Linked DNA regions of Sus scrofa: region 2 is linked to region 1. Evidence: chromatin contacts called from public Hi-C data. All regions are on one chromosome and are shown on one strand. Each heading gives the region's core, a stretch centred on a gene start, on an enhancer-like site or on the middle of the called end of the contact. The rest is flanking DNA. Distances are from core to core; before and after follow the strand shown. Region 1 has its middle 45 kb from the start of MIR183. Region 2 overlaps STRIP2 (striatin-interacting protein 2).

The links. A called contact is a pair of places that touch in the nucleus more often than the background predicts.
Region 2: a Hi-C map of skeletal muscle shows a contact between it and region 1, with 5 times the contacts expected there. The contact joins two enhancer-like sites. A contact is called at or near these places in 3 of 47 Hi-C or Micro-C datasets (embryonic fibroblasts, skeletal muscle and subcutaneous adipose tissue) and 1 of 2 datasets of contacts at active chromatin or transcription factors (alveolar macrophages).

The regions. Positions count from the first base shown.
Region 1 is chr18:18,933,658-18,940,944 of Sscrofa11.1, forward strand. No RefSeq gene overlaps it. Among named protein-coding and RNA genes, the nearest start is that of MIR183, 45 kb to the right of the region's middle. Within about 2 kb of position 3,459, at least 29 of the 83 cell types and tissues checked have an H3K27ac peak or open chromatin away from gene starts, as enhancers often do. A contact at or near this core is called in skeletal muscle, where this site is marked.
Region 2 is chr18:19,216,532-19,223,446 of Sscrofa11.1, forward strand. It overlaps STRIP2 (striatin-interacting protein 2), which reads right to left. Exons shown (of 21, transcript XM_003134694.6): 18 at 4,021-4,087. Among named protein-coding and RNA genes, the nearest start is that of SMKR1, 20 kb to the left of the region's middle. Within about 2 kb of position 4,645, at least 6 of the 83 cell types and tissues checked have an H3K27ac peak or open chromatin away from gene starts, as enhancers often do. A contact at or near this core is called in skeletal muscle, where this site is marked.

The DNA.
Region 1 (7,287 bases), core at 2,209-4,708:
ACAGCCCAACGTTTCAATGCCTTATTTCTAAAGCATATATTCACAACGGCCACCAGGTGGCGATGTTGCCTCTGTCGCTCAGAGAATCTACTTGGGCTGGATTTTGTTAGGAGACCCTTAAGACAAAGGGGAGAGTTTGCCTTTGGTCACATGCTCTCATTCCTCCAACTCTCTGCCACTGTTTTCTTCTCCTTACTCTTTTCCCCCACATTTCCTCACTGCAGCTGATGTTTTCCATAGTAGGCATGGCTTTGTATCTACCAGAGAGGAGGTACGGCCACCCAGGAACTGTGCTCTGGTGCCAACGAACACTTCCAGCACCCCTGGCTGCCCCCAGTGCTCAGAAACAAGACAGCCACAGGTCCTGACTAACTCCTCAGCCAGGGTGGTAATGGACCAAAGGACCGAACCAGCGCTGCGAGCCCTGTTCCACTCCTCTGTTAACCAGCTGTGCAGCCTCAGGCTCTGCATGGCCTCGAGTTCCTCTGTAACATGAGGTCCCTAAACTGATAGGTTCTCATAGACACTTGGACTCAGAACTCCATCTAGGCTCTGAAACAATACGATAGGATTTAGTTACTTGAAAAGCACCAAGGTTTCAAGACCAGAGTTTAGAGTTTTTGGACCCAAAGAGCTTTGGGAGTTTAGAGCACCCATTTTCCAGCTGGAAGGGGAATTAAGAGATCCATGGGTCATGGGAACAGTCCATCCAATTGATCTCTCACAAGGCAACTGCTTTACAAACTCCATGAGACGTCTCGGTGCATGCAGTGGGGTTTGGGTCTCCCACACACCAGCAATCTCACCCAGCATCGCTCTTAACCTTTCTTAGCCTCAGTCCTGAGTGGCAGGTGTCTCACTGCTGCCTGCCTGAGGCACTGCCCCTTTCCTGAGAAGGGGGCCCCAGGATTTCCAAAGAAAGTTGTCCTCAAACAGAAAGTTGTGGGCTCAGAGCCCTAGAGCTTTTTACTCACTGTAAACTATTGTTATCTCTGAAAGCTGCTCTCTACCCTACGAAATACATTTCTGTGACACTAGATGCTGGTGTTTCCTTCTCCCCACCCAGAACCAGGGCACAGAGGATTTGACTGGATCCCACATCCTTGGACCTGCAGAGGCCCTGGGACCACCTAACAGACTGAGCGGCCTTGCTTATGAGGAGCCCACCACCTTCTCTGGTACTCAGATCCCCGGGTGAGCCTAGGACTATCTTCCTTGGGCCAACCCTGCTCTCCACTGCCTCACATTGTAGGGTTTGTGTACCCAGAACTTCTTAGAACTGAAGAGTTACCCTAACGAGAGATTTAAAGTTAGAAGGTAAAAGACATGGGAGTATTCCCCCTCTCACTATGTGGGGGGAGTGTGTGTGTGTGTGTGTGTGTGTTTATAATGAAGGATGATGGGAGGTTTTTGTTTTGGTTTTTTGGCTGCCCAGCAGCATATGGAATTCCTCAGCCAGGGGTCAGATCCAAGTGCAGTTGTGACCTTTGTGGCAACACCAGATCCTTAACCCACTACACTGGGCTAATCGGGCCAGCGATCGAACCTGCATCCTCATGGATACTAGTTGGGTTTGTTACCGCTGAGCCACAATGAACTCCATGGAATAAAGCTTTTAAAAGATACACTTCTACAGATTTCAAAAGAATTCTGTGCTGGTAACAAATCCGCTTCAGGCCATAGATGATCATTCCTTCCACAAGCCCACGTGGTGCCAAGCCCTGGGCCTTGACTGGGGCTGTGGGCCCCTGTGTCCGTGGGAGCCTCATTCTGCCAAGTGCAGCTCCCATGAGATGTCTCCTGGTTGACCCAGTAAGCCTGGCTGACCTGCCCAGAGGTCCCCTGGACTTGATTCCTGACGGTCAGGGCCTTTCCCTACACACATCCCCATTTCCACTTGGTATCGGTGTCCCCAACCTCTAGACCCTGCAGTGGAGACAGAGAATAAAACTCAGATTGAGCTGAAAATAAAACCCACTATACTGGGCTAATTGGGCTGGCGATCGATCCACTCCTAAGAGCAGAAATATATAAAAATAGAATGCCATCTACATAATTTAAAACTTTCTGGTATCTGCATTTCTTTCTTTTGTTCAAACTATAGTTGATTTACAGTGTGCCAATTTCTGCTGTACAGCAAAGTGACTGTCATTTGTATATAATATATATACACATTCTTTTTTTTTTTTTTGTCTTTTCTAGGGCTGCACCCATGGCATATGGAGGTTCCCAGGCTAGGGGTCCAATCAGAGCTACAGCTGCTGGCCTACACCACAGCCTCATGGTTCCTAGTCGGATTCGTTAACCACTGAGACACAACAGGAACTCCTATATATACATACTTTTTTTAATCTTTTTTTTTTTTTTTTTTTTTTTTTTGGTCTTTTTAGGACTGTACCCACAGCACATGGAGATTCCCAGGCTAAGGGTTGAATAGGAGCTGTAGCCGCCAGCCTACACCTCAGACACGGCAATGTCAGATCTGAGCCTTGTCTGCAACCTACACCACAGCTCATGGCAATGCCAGATCCTTAACCCATTGAGCAAGGCCAGAGATTGAACCTGCATTCTCATGGATCTAGTTGGATTCGTTAACTGCTGAACCATGATGGGAACTTCTGTAATATTCTTTCTATCATGGTCTATGCCAGGAAAAATCAACTTGCTTTTTAAAAATGTCCATTCTTTTTTTATTTTTTATTTGCTATTGATTTCTTTTTTATTACAGCATAGTTGATTTACAGTATTGTGCCAATTTCTGCAGCACAGTGACCCAGTTATATATATATGGATTGGATATAGTTCCCTGTGCTATAGAGTAGGACCTTTTATCCATCTAGAAGCCACATTTCTTAAAAAAAAAAAAAAATCAATGTTTACAGAAATTTTTACACTGCTTGTTTTTGAATTTAAATTAATTACAATTAAATAAGATGAAAAATTCAGTTCCTCCGTCATCACATTGACTGGCTCAAGCGGCTGGTGGCACCTCCTGGACGGTGCAGCCCAGGACGCCTCTAGGTGGAGTGAGAATTTTTAGAAGAAAAGAAGTCACAAAAGCGACCTTTGTCGGGGATTTGGAGTAGAACCCAGAACCTCACACTCCACAGAGAATATACTGGGGTCCCGGGGTCCCCGCGTACAGTCCAGAGCCTGCACCCACTTCTGTTACCGCGCGCGGACGCCACAGTCGTGGGCGAACGAGGCGGCGGCCGGGGTTGTGGGGACCCTCGGGGTCCATCCGGTGCGGCCCCGAGGCGTGGCTTCCAGGACTCCAGGGCGCCCCGGGTCCTGTGCGCGCGCCGTTGGCTGGAGCCCGCGACCTCACGCTGCAGTCACTCCGAGGGCTCGCAGGTCCCCGCCGCGGAGATGACAGACAGAAGAGTCTGGAGTCTCTTCTGGGTGCGGGTGGGGGCTCAGGACCCGAGGCGCAGGATTGGAGACCGGCCAGAGGGGCGCGGCCCAACCCGGCCACCTTAGCCAGTCCCGCCTCGGGCACCAGAGGGCGCGCGAGCCTCACGCTGCGGCCCCGGCTCACGGGCCGACCCGCCCTTCACCCAGCTGGCCCAGGTGAAACCCGGAGGCCTCGCGGCGTCTCGGTCACCAGGGACCCCTTATCCCCACCGCGGTACCCTGCAGTTGCCAGAAAGAAAAAACAGCGGAGGGAGTTCCCGTCGTGGCGCAGTGGTTAACGAATCCGACTAGGAACCATGAGGTTGCAGGTTCGATCCCTGCCCTTGCTCAGTGGGTTAACGATCCGGCGTTGCCGTGAGCTGTGGTGTAGGTTGCAGACGCAGCTCGGATCCCGCGTTGCTGTGGCTCTGGCGTAGGCCGGTGGCTACAGCTCCGATTCGACCCCTGGCCTGGGAACCTCCATATGCCGTGGCAGCAGCCCAAGAAATAGCAAAAAAGACAAAAAAAAAAAAAAAAAAAAAAAAAAAAAGAAAGAAAGAAAAAGAGACGAGGATGCCAAAGATAAGCCTCCAGCCCCTTTCCCCCATCCCCACCCTCCCCACCCTTGCCCATCTCAGTAGGAGCCAGAGCCTCCCAGCCTGACTTCCCACTGCCGTGGCTCCTGGCAGCCAGTGACAGATGTGAGTGCACAAGCAGAGATTTGTTGGAAGGTCAAGAAGGCGCCGCAGAATTCCTGGCGACTTGGAAAAGGAGAGAAGCCGAGGGACTCTGGAGACCAGGCCTCAGGAGCCACTGGTAGCCGGAGTGACCCGGCCAGAGCAAAGCCATCCCAGCTGGCTGCCCCCACCTGCCATGAACCAAACTATCTCTCCTCTGCATTAACAAAGATGAAACAGTCCCAGCAGAAGCCAGGGCCCTGTCCTAGTGGGTGGGGACCCAGAGAAGAGGGATGTCATGTGATGCCTGCAGGGGAAGAGTTCCCAGAGCAGACCTGGAGTTCAGCATGGAGGCCCCAAAGGCTCCCAAGGTGATGCGCTCCCTGTCAAGGTGTCCACTAGTCCTGGGAGGGGCTGGCTGTGCCCGCCGCCCCAGCTGACCTTTTGGGCAGAGGGGAATAAAGGTCATGAAAGAACTACAAACCACAAGAAGGGGGCTTCCTGGAAGAGGGAGCTTGATCAAGGCCTGGCTGGATGGGAAGGACCTGGATAAAGAGAGAAAGGCCCCGGGCAGCTCAGGTAAGGGATTGGCCAGGGGTGTGCAAGGATGATGGGAGTGGACCTGGTGGGAAGATGAAGGTGGATGGGTCTCAAGTTCTGGTTGACCTGGAGGTTTAGAGTGGAATAGTGGCTTTGGACCAAGTCATCAGGCATCAGAGGCACAAAGCAAAACCACAGAGGAAAGGGAGAGACACAGGAGTGGACAGGGACCCAAAGTGTTCTCCAGAAGCAAGAGGGCTGAGCAAGAAGGGACAGTGGCACAGGCTGCAGGGGCAGATGGGGCAGGGCAGAAGGGCAGGATTGATGGGGGTCTGGGGTACAAGGGCAGGAGAAAGGGGCAGGAAGGATAAGAAAGGCCCAGGTGGTGTAGCTTCTGAGATGGAGTGGAAGACCGCAGCCTTCACTGTAAACTCTGTCTTGCTCCCTTGCTGTCTCGGCTCTCTCGCTCTGGAGGAAGTCAGTTGATATGATCTGAGCTGCCCTTTGGAGGGACTCACCCGGCTAAAAATTGAAGCCCTAAACCAGTGGCTCCTCCAGACGGAGTCAAGCAAGGAATAACTGCAGCCGAGGCCTCCTGAATCCCAGATTCCTGATGCTCAGAAACTGAAACAGAGAAGCACTGTTTGTAGTTGTAAACCTTTAAGTTTGGGGTGTAATTAGTTATACAGCCATAACTATGACCATGTGTTAGCACTGAACAGCTTATCTCAAGATTTATTTTAGGAGTTCCTCCTGTGGCACAACGGGATCAGTGGCATCTTGGGAGCACTGGGACCTAGGTTCACCCCAGCCTGGCACAGTGGGTTAAGGATCTGGCGTTGCTGTAGCTGCAGCTTAGGTCACAACTGCAGCTCAGACTGATCCCCGCCTGGGAACTGTGTATGGTGTGGAGCAGCCCAAAAAGTAAAATAAATAAATAAAAATTATGAGGCAAATTGGGGAAATTTGAACAATGACTGGATATGTGATATTAACAAATCTATACTTTTTTATAGGTGAGAAAGATATTATGGATTTTTTGTTTGTTTGGTTGTTTTTTGTTTTTGTTTTTTCCTTTTTAGGGCCGCACTCGCGGCATATGGATGTTCCCAGGCTGGGGGTCAAATTGGAGCTATAGGAGTTCCCGTCGTGGTGCAGTGGTTAGAAAATCTGACTAGGAACCATGGGGTTGCAGGTTTGATCCCTGGCCTTGCTCAGTGGGTTAAGGATCCAGCGTTGCCATGAGCTGTGGTGTGGGTCGCAGATGCAGCTTGGATCCTGTGTTGCTGTGGCTGTAGCGTGGGCCGGTGGCTACAGCTCCGGTTGGACCCTTAGCCTGGGAACCTCCATGTGCTGCGGGAGCAGCCCTAGAAATGGCAAAATGACCAAAAAACAAAAAACAAAAAAAACAAATCGGAGCTACCACTGCAGGCCTACACCACAGCCACAGCCACAGCCATGCCAGATCCAAGCCGCGTCTGCGACCTATACCACAGCTCATGGCAACACCAGGTCCTTGACCCACTGAGCGTGGCCAGGGATTGAACCTGCAACCTCAGGGTTCCTAGTCGGCTTCTTTTCCACTGGGCCATGATGGGAACTCCAAGAAAGGTATTGTGTTTATGTTGTATGTGTGAACATATATATGCGTGTGTGTGTGTGTGTGTGTGTGTGTTGTGTGTGTGTGTGTTCAAAGACTAACTTTTAGAAATACATTTTGAATTGATGGATGAAATAGTATGATATTTGGATTTGTTTCAAAATAACCCAGTGGTCAGAGTTCCCTTGTGGTGCAACGGGTTAAGGATTCTGCCTTGTCACTGCATCAGCCTGTGTCACTGATGTAGTGCGGATTCCATCCTTGGCCTGGGAACGTCCACATGCTGCAGATGCAGCCAAAAAACAAACCAACAAAAAAATCCAGAACCTAGTGGTGGGAGGGGAGGTAATAGATGAAACAGAACCGGCCCTCTTAACCAATTGTTGAAGCAGAGCGATGGCTGCATGAGATTTCATTATACCGTTCTCTCTACTTTTGAGAAGGGTATAAATTTTTCATGATAGATTTTTTTTTTTTTTTTTTTGTCTTTTTGCTATTTCTTTGGGCCACACCTGCGGCATATGGAGGTTCCCAGGCTAGGGGTCCAATCGGAGCTGTAGCCACTGGCCTACGCCAGAGCCACAGCAACGCAGGATCTGAGCTGCGTCTGCAACCTACACCACAGCTCAGGGCAACGCCGGATCGTTAACCCACTGAGCAAGGGCAGGGACCGAACCCGCAACCTCATGGTTCCTAGTCGGATTCGTTAACCACTGCGCCACGACGGGAACTCCCATGATAGATATTTTTTTAAAGTCCTGCTATTATGTAAAAAATATTGAGATTTATATTTTAAAAGTTGGGGTTTTCCAAAGCAGTGGAGTTCTATCAGTAAGGAATAGGGAAGATTAGCCTCAGGGACACACAGAGCAGTCTCTGCCTGTCCTGGCAGCTTAGCTCAATTCCTAACTGGCAGAGGAGGCCCAAATGTGCTATGATCTGGTGTCCCTCCAGGCCATGGTACAGCTAGAGACCTCGTTTGCCTGGTACTTACTGGATCCTTCTGTGTGCCCAGATTTGCATTGTGGGTCAGGGAAGAAGGGGGTGTAGCTGAAGATAAGAGACCCAGACCCTGGT
Region 2 (6,915 bases), core at 3,395-5,894, 280 kb after region 1:
AGTGGGTTAAGGATCCAGCATTGCCATGAGCTGTGGTGTAGGTCACATAAACAGCTCGGATCTGGCGTTGCCTTGGCTCTGGCGTAGGCCAGCAGCTACAGCTCCGATTGGACCCCAGCCTGGAAACCTCCATATGCCTCAGGTGCGGCACTAGAAGAGGCAAAAAGAGCAAATAAATAAATAAATAAATAAATAACAAAAATCTTCTGGGATTGGAATTCCTATCGTGGCTCAGGGGTTAACGAACCCAACTAGGATCCATGAGGTTGTGGGTTCAATCTCTGGCCTCACTCAGTGGGTTAAGGATCCAGAGTTGCCATGAGCTGTGGTGTAGGTTGCAGACACTGCTTGGATCTGGCGTCGAGGTGGCTGTGGTGTAGGTCAGTGGCTACAGTTCCAATTCCACCCCTAGCCTGGGAACTTCCATATGCCACAGGTGCAGCCCTAAAAGGCAAAAAAAAAAAACCCAAAAAACTTCTGGGATTATCTGTATTACCTGATTTAGGAAGTTATAAAAATTAAATTTAATAAGAGATGAAAGGATCAGTTATATAAATTTAAGTGATATGAACATATTTTTATAGGTCTTTCTAGATATAAATCAAATCCAAATTTAAGAAATTTTATAATGAACTGCCTTTTAAAAACTAACTTAATAATTTCACTTGCCTAGATATAAGAGGATATTCCAAACATTTCTTTGCAAATGGCTGGGTCATGCAAATTCTGACCCAATGCTTTGGACAACACTTCACCACTCCATCTATTGCCTTACCACTAGAGGATGAGATTGGGCAAGACACTAAGAAACTTCTAGCTCTGATACTCAGTGACTCCTAAATACAATGTGTGTTTATTTATAAATTATAAACGGATTGTTGTAGCAACATGATGTATATTATAAAGTGCACAGAAATATAGAAAAAAGGATATTAATACACATAGAAGATCTAATATATTCCACCCCTAAAGCATCGTGTTGCACATCCTACTTCTCATACCACTGCTCTAAACAACCACCCAGAGGAGGCTGAGCTTCCTACAGTACTTGCTAAGGCCACACCCACTGCCTCTTTAGCAACCTCCTTCCAAAGGCCATACCTAACTTCCATACAATCATATACTCATCATCCTTCTCTTATGTTTGGAATTTAAATTTAATGTCTTTTTAGTGGGTTGAATTTGGAATATAGACTTTTGGAAAATTGTGAGACTTCCTATGTCAGGTAGGTGAGGAAACTATTCAGCACATGAGTAAAGATGGCCTACTGGAGAGAGAAATATTTTGACAAAATGAGAACACTTTAGAAATTAACATGCCATTAACTCTGCCTTTATTTCATGTCCATTATATGTGTAGTTGGAGTGCCAAATGAAGTTGAACTCAGTTCAAATTCAGAAAACTGAAAAAATATGAATCGAGATTACCTTAGCCAAATAATTCCACTTCAAGGAATTTATCTTAAGGAAATAATCAGAAATGAGGTACGAGTATATTCATTTTGGATACGAAGAACACTGAAATAAATGCCCAATAATAGTAGAAAACAATCTTTAAAAAGAAATTAAGTAGTGGGGGGGGTTTCCTTGTGGCACATCAGGTTAAGGATCTGGCATTGTCACTGCAATGACCTGGATTGCTGTTGTGGTTCAGGGGTGATCCCTGGCCTGGGAATGTCTACATGCCTTGGGTGTGGCAAAAAAAAAGTAGTGGAATATTATGTGTAGCTATTAAAAATTATGTTCTCAGGAATGTTTAATAAAATGATATTGTGAACATTTAAATTTTACCATGTAAATTGAAACATGTAAAGTTCTTATTTTTTTAAATAATATGTATATGTGTATGTATATATATATACATATATATATGAATGATATATACAAATGAATATATTGAATGAACCAATATATACATGGTTAACTGCAGCAAAATATATTTTTTTCTTTTTTCTCATGCCCATGGCACATGGAAGTTCCTGGGCCAGGAATGGAACCTGTGACACAGCAGTGACAACACTGGATTATTAACCTGCTGAGCCACCAGGGAACTCCAACACTAGTCCTTTCTGAGTGCAGAAGCCATCAGATTAGATAAACAAACCACTGTGTTGAAGGCCTGTGTGGAGCGAACTTGCTAGTTAAGTCCATTACTGGGCTCAGGGAATTCTTTTAAAGTTCAAGTAAAAAAACAAAAAACTGATTACCAAATGAAACCAGCAGGTGCCACTGTTGCTTCACAGAAAGGACAAGAATACCTAGCATGAGTGTTTTTTATGCTAATTTCTACTTATGTGACTGAGAAAAGAGAACACATTGTATCAAGAAATAGATTCAGGTCATAAAAGCTGACTTTATGTTTTGAAATACCCTACTAATTGAAAAGGGTGGGTTTCTTTGTTTCTTCTTCTTTTTTTTTTTGCTTTTTTAGGGCTGGACCCATAGCAAATGGAGGTTCCCAGGCTAGGGGTCGAATAGGAGCTACAGCTGCCAGCCACAGCCACGCCAGATCTGAGCTGCATCTACGACCTACACCACAGCTCATGGCAATGCGGGATCCTTAATCCACTGAGTGAGGCCAGGGATTGAACCCACAACCTCATGGTTCCTAGTTGGATTTGTTAACCGCCGTGCCACGACGGGAATTCCTGAAAAGTTTTAATGCTATCTGTGTACTACTGTTTCTGTGAGAAAGTGCATTCCTCATTCCAACTCTGAATGGCAGGGACGCATTGGCAGAGGGTCTCCACTTTGGCTCTGTTGCTTTCAACTGTAAGGTTCTGGCAGCTACCTAACTTCTCCATCTACAAAACATTAATACCAACCTCATACAGTTGCTTTAAAAATTGACTATCATAAATAAGGTTAGACAACTTATTACCTCTCTCTGCAGTGTTAAGAAGCTCTCAACTTCCTTGACTACTGAGACCACATCTAATTCAGACAGGAAGTCTCTGCCCAGGTGCTAAAAGAAGTGCTAGACTTGGTGTCTCAGGACTCAGGTTTTTCTCTAATTCAGGGTTGATATCTATGAGGAGTGGATCTGACAAGTCACTTCATCCACTGGGCCCCTAGGTTTCTCATCTTTGAAATAGGGGGGTAGGCCAAATGGCACTCAGGTCCCCTCCAGCCAAGAATCCTACAGTTCTGTAAAACTTGTGCCCCAGAAGTTACCACCATTCTACTTTTGCGCAATATACTTTTCTGATGTGACACTTTGCAGGTATTAAACTGGGGGACAAGGGGTTGGGGAACACACAGGCACTGCCATCCGATCATTTATTGAACTCCTTCCATGTACTGAACATGGTGCTAGACTCTGGGGATATAAAGATGAAGATGGTACTGTCTCTTCCTTCAAGGAGTTTTCTGTCAAATGGGGAAACAAATACAGATAGACAATCACAGTGCAATGGGGTGAGGCTATGGGCTGAGGTAATAGCTAAGTTGATCTTCAACATGCTGTTGATCAGCCAGTTTCACAGGATTCAGAATAACTCTGAGGGACTTTTCTGATTTGCCTAAAGCTCTTTCCAGCATGAGGAGCTTTCTGGGTCATCCTTCTGGGGCCAAATCGACTTTTGCCTCAGAGAGACAAAGACAAATATTTTCTGAAGTACACACTCCTGGGTTGTATAACCTATATGGAAATGAGAATAGGCTGAAGCACAGCAAAAAGAAGACAGATAATTGTTTTAGGCTAGAACAGAAAAGAGTCTCCGGCCATTCAGCACGGATGTTCACATTCAACTTGACTCCCATTATCTTTCTAAATTCTCTCTCCTCAGTGTTTTGCACTGACGCTTTTCCCTACAAAACGCTGTGCTCAGCTTTTCCAAATCTTTCTCAACTGGGTCGGCAGCTCTAAACCCCTCCTACCTCTGTGCTCTTGCCAAGGTGCCTTTATTGATCTGAGACTCCCAAACCAGGGCATTAGGGGGCTAGAGAAGAAAAGGAAGAACAAATGCCAACCTCTGCCACCTGGCAATTTCAAAGGCTACCAAATCCCCATCTGCTTACCAGACTCTCTGTAGTAAGCTCTGGCAAATCCTGGATGGTACAGCAAGGGTAATCCAGGACCGAGATGCTGCAAGATGCAGAGATAAGGACAGCTTTTAGGTAAATGGCAATGGCAGGAAATGGCTATATGAGAAAGGGCAGGAGTTATTTCTCCTCGGCAGGCCCCATCTATTTCCCAGATTGCTTAGTGACTTTAGCTCAAACTGAGGGTTCTGATGCCAGCAACGCCAGATCCAATCTCCTCCTCATGGCCATGAGAGAAACCAACAGAGTTCTTTCAGGCTGGCCCCCATATGGCAGAGGCAAGAGAAAGCCGAAAGACCTCTGTATGGCCACCTTTCTCCTCCCTTCTTCAATGAAATACATAAGCTTGTGTGCATTTGTGTTTCTGTATTTAAGAGTATGCTTATGTGTATGTGTGAATATAACTGCTTTCCCAGAGATGCTGCCCAAACTTATCCCACTTCACAACAAATAACCTATGGCTATGAGGATGAAACAAAGACCTCTCCTGTGGCTCTTACCAGATGTTTCTGAAAGCCAGCAGGTCTGGGAAATGTTCGGCGAAGCCACTCCTAGAGGAAACTTGAGACAGAGGCAGCTTCCTGCAGCAAGGCCAGTCTAGTAGCTCAAGAATGGTAATAGCATCTGCCCCCCAAAATAGGCAGTGAGGGACTAAAAGAGGGCTGGAGACTCTGTGGTAAACCCAGGGGTGCAGGCATGAGTCAGAAGGGGAAATAAGTACTGCATGATGACAGGGACACAGTCACTCAAAATGACAGCTCTCTCTCTCTCTTTCCTCTTCTCCCTTACTCACTGGCACAATGCAGAATTTAGACTAGCTAATCTCTAGTGAGCCTTCTGGTTCCGACATTCCATGAAGTTTTAAACAGCAATCCATCTGAACTAGAGTAGTTGGAAATGGATAAATGATGTTAGCAAAGTGGAGATTTTTATAAAGAGGAATATGAACCTGTCTCTACATTTTGAAAGTCAAAACTTCTATCCAAGCAGAAGGCAACAATTTATTTGGCTAGAAATAAGCCAAGAAACCCACAAAGGCAGGAGAGGAGAGGGCAGTGGATCTACCTATAATGTTGCTCATCATCTTATTTCACTCTGTTGGATTCTCCCAAGGTTGCCAGTTCAGTTCTGCTCCATTAGGACAAACATTCTTGGCTGGCTTATTTACTCATCCACCCACCTCCCACTGACAAAGCCCCATGGCAAAGTAGGTACTGGTGATCAGGAAATGAGGGTGGGAAATCAAAAATGAATTGTTTCGGGAGTTCCCGTCGTGGCGCAGTGGTTAACGAATCCGACTAGGAACCATGAGGTTGCGGGTTCGGTCCCTGCCCTTGCTCAGCGGGTTGACGATCCGGCGTTGCCGTGAGCTGTGGTGTAGGTTGCAGACGCGGCTCGGATCCCGCGTTGCTGTGGCTTTGGCGTAGGCCGGTGGCTACAGCTCCGATTCGACCCCTAGCCTGGGAACCTCCATATGCCGCGGGAGCGGCCCAAGAAATAGCAACAACAACAACAATAATGCCGAGGGAGCGGCCCAAGAAATAGCAACAACAACAACAACAACAACAAAAGACAAAAAAAAAAAAAAAAAAAAAATGAATTGTTCCAATCTCAGTGTACTGAATTCTAGCCTTAGGGGGCATAAAGTTACAAGTTTCTGGCATATCTAGATTTTAGGAGCCATGAGGAAACTGTGCAACAACGACCTGTGGGTGCTCAAGTTTCTTGGGATCATGCAACAGTAAAGCTTGCAGATGATACACAGAGGACCACTGCATCCAGATCAATCTTGGCAAATGGTGTAGTCTGGCACTACTGCTCTTTCAACTCCAACCTGAACCTGATGGATGCCTACTGGATTGTCTGACCCCTGCTTCGAGGCCCATGGTGCAGGGAGGCATTTAGCTCCTGAACCCCACTCCCCAGCCACAGCTGACGGATCCAAAGATGGACCTCTATCCCTGGGAATGTGGAAGGGGGATTGAGAGCAAATTCAAGTTCTGAAGTGGCACAGGAATATGTTTAGCTCATGTGGGCATGTTTTGCCAAGTGGCCTGAGAGGCAGATAAAACTGTTTATCAGTGAGAAAGGAAAAACTGGAGTGCAGGTACAGAGGCTTAGTGGCCCTGGATGGAGGTGGAGGGCTTCCTGGGCTCCCTATGCTACAGACCAACCCTGAGGCCCAGAGCAGCATCTTTGTCCTAGGTTCCTCAGGATAACGTACTGCCCATTTTCTCTTGACAAATTCCCAATCCGTGTGAGCCACATCCAGTTGGTTTTGGCTACTTAAGAGGGTTGACTGATACACACAGGTGCCTTCATGAAGCTGCAGCCCTTACCCAGCCGGACCTCCACTTTCATTTTCCTGGGTAACCCCATGAGCACTTATCAAGTGCCATTTTTAAGTGAGTGTACAAGCCTCTGTAGTTAGAAAAATACCCATTCTCCAATGCTTCCCCTAAACAGAAAAAGTAAAGCACTCTCAAATATGTTTATCTTAACTAATGCTTATAAAAGTCTATGATATAGCCAGAATATTATTTTATTTAAAAAATTTTTTAAATTCTCATTTTAAAGACAAAAATACTGTGGCTCAGAGAAGCAAAGTGTCTTACACTCGAGATTACACATCTAGCAAGTAGCAGATCTAGGACTTGTGACTTCAGATTCTGTGTGTTTTAAACTACATACAAGTAGGCTGCCTCTCCAGGATGGGGTTTCAGGCAGTGCTGACAGACTGGTGTGGCAACATCTCCTAGCCCCTCTGCAGTCACCTCCAGTATCAGGTCAGCCTTCTTCTATTTTAGGAACTTTGCCTCCGATAAAGCACTTCTGGTCAACTCTACTGATTAACATGCTTCTAGTTCTTAA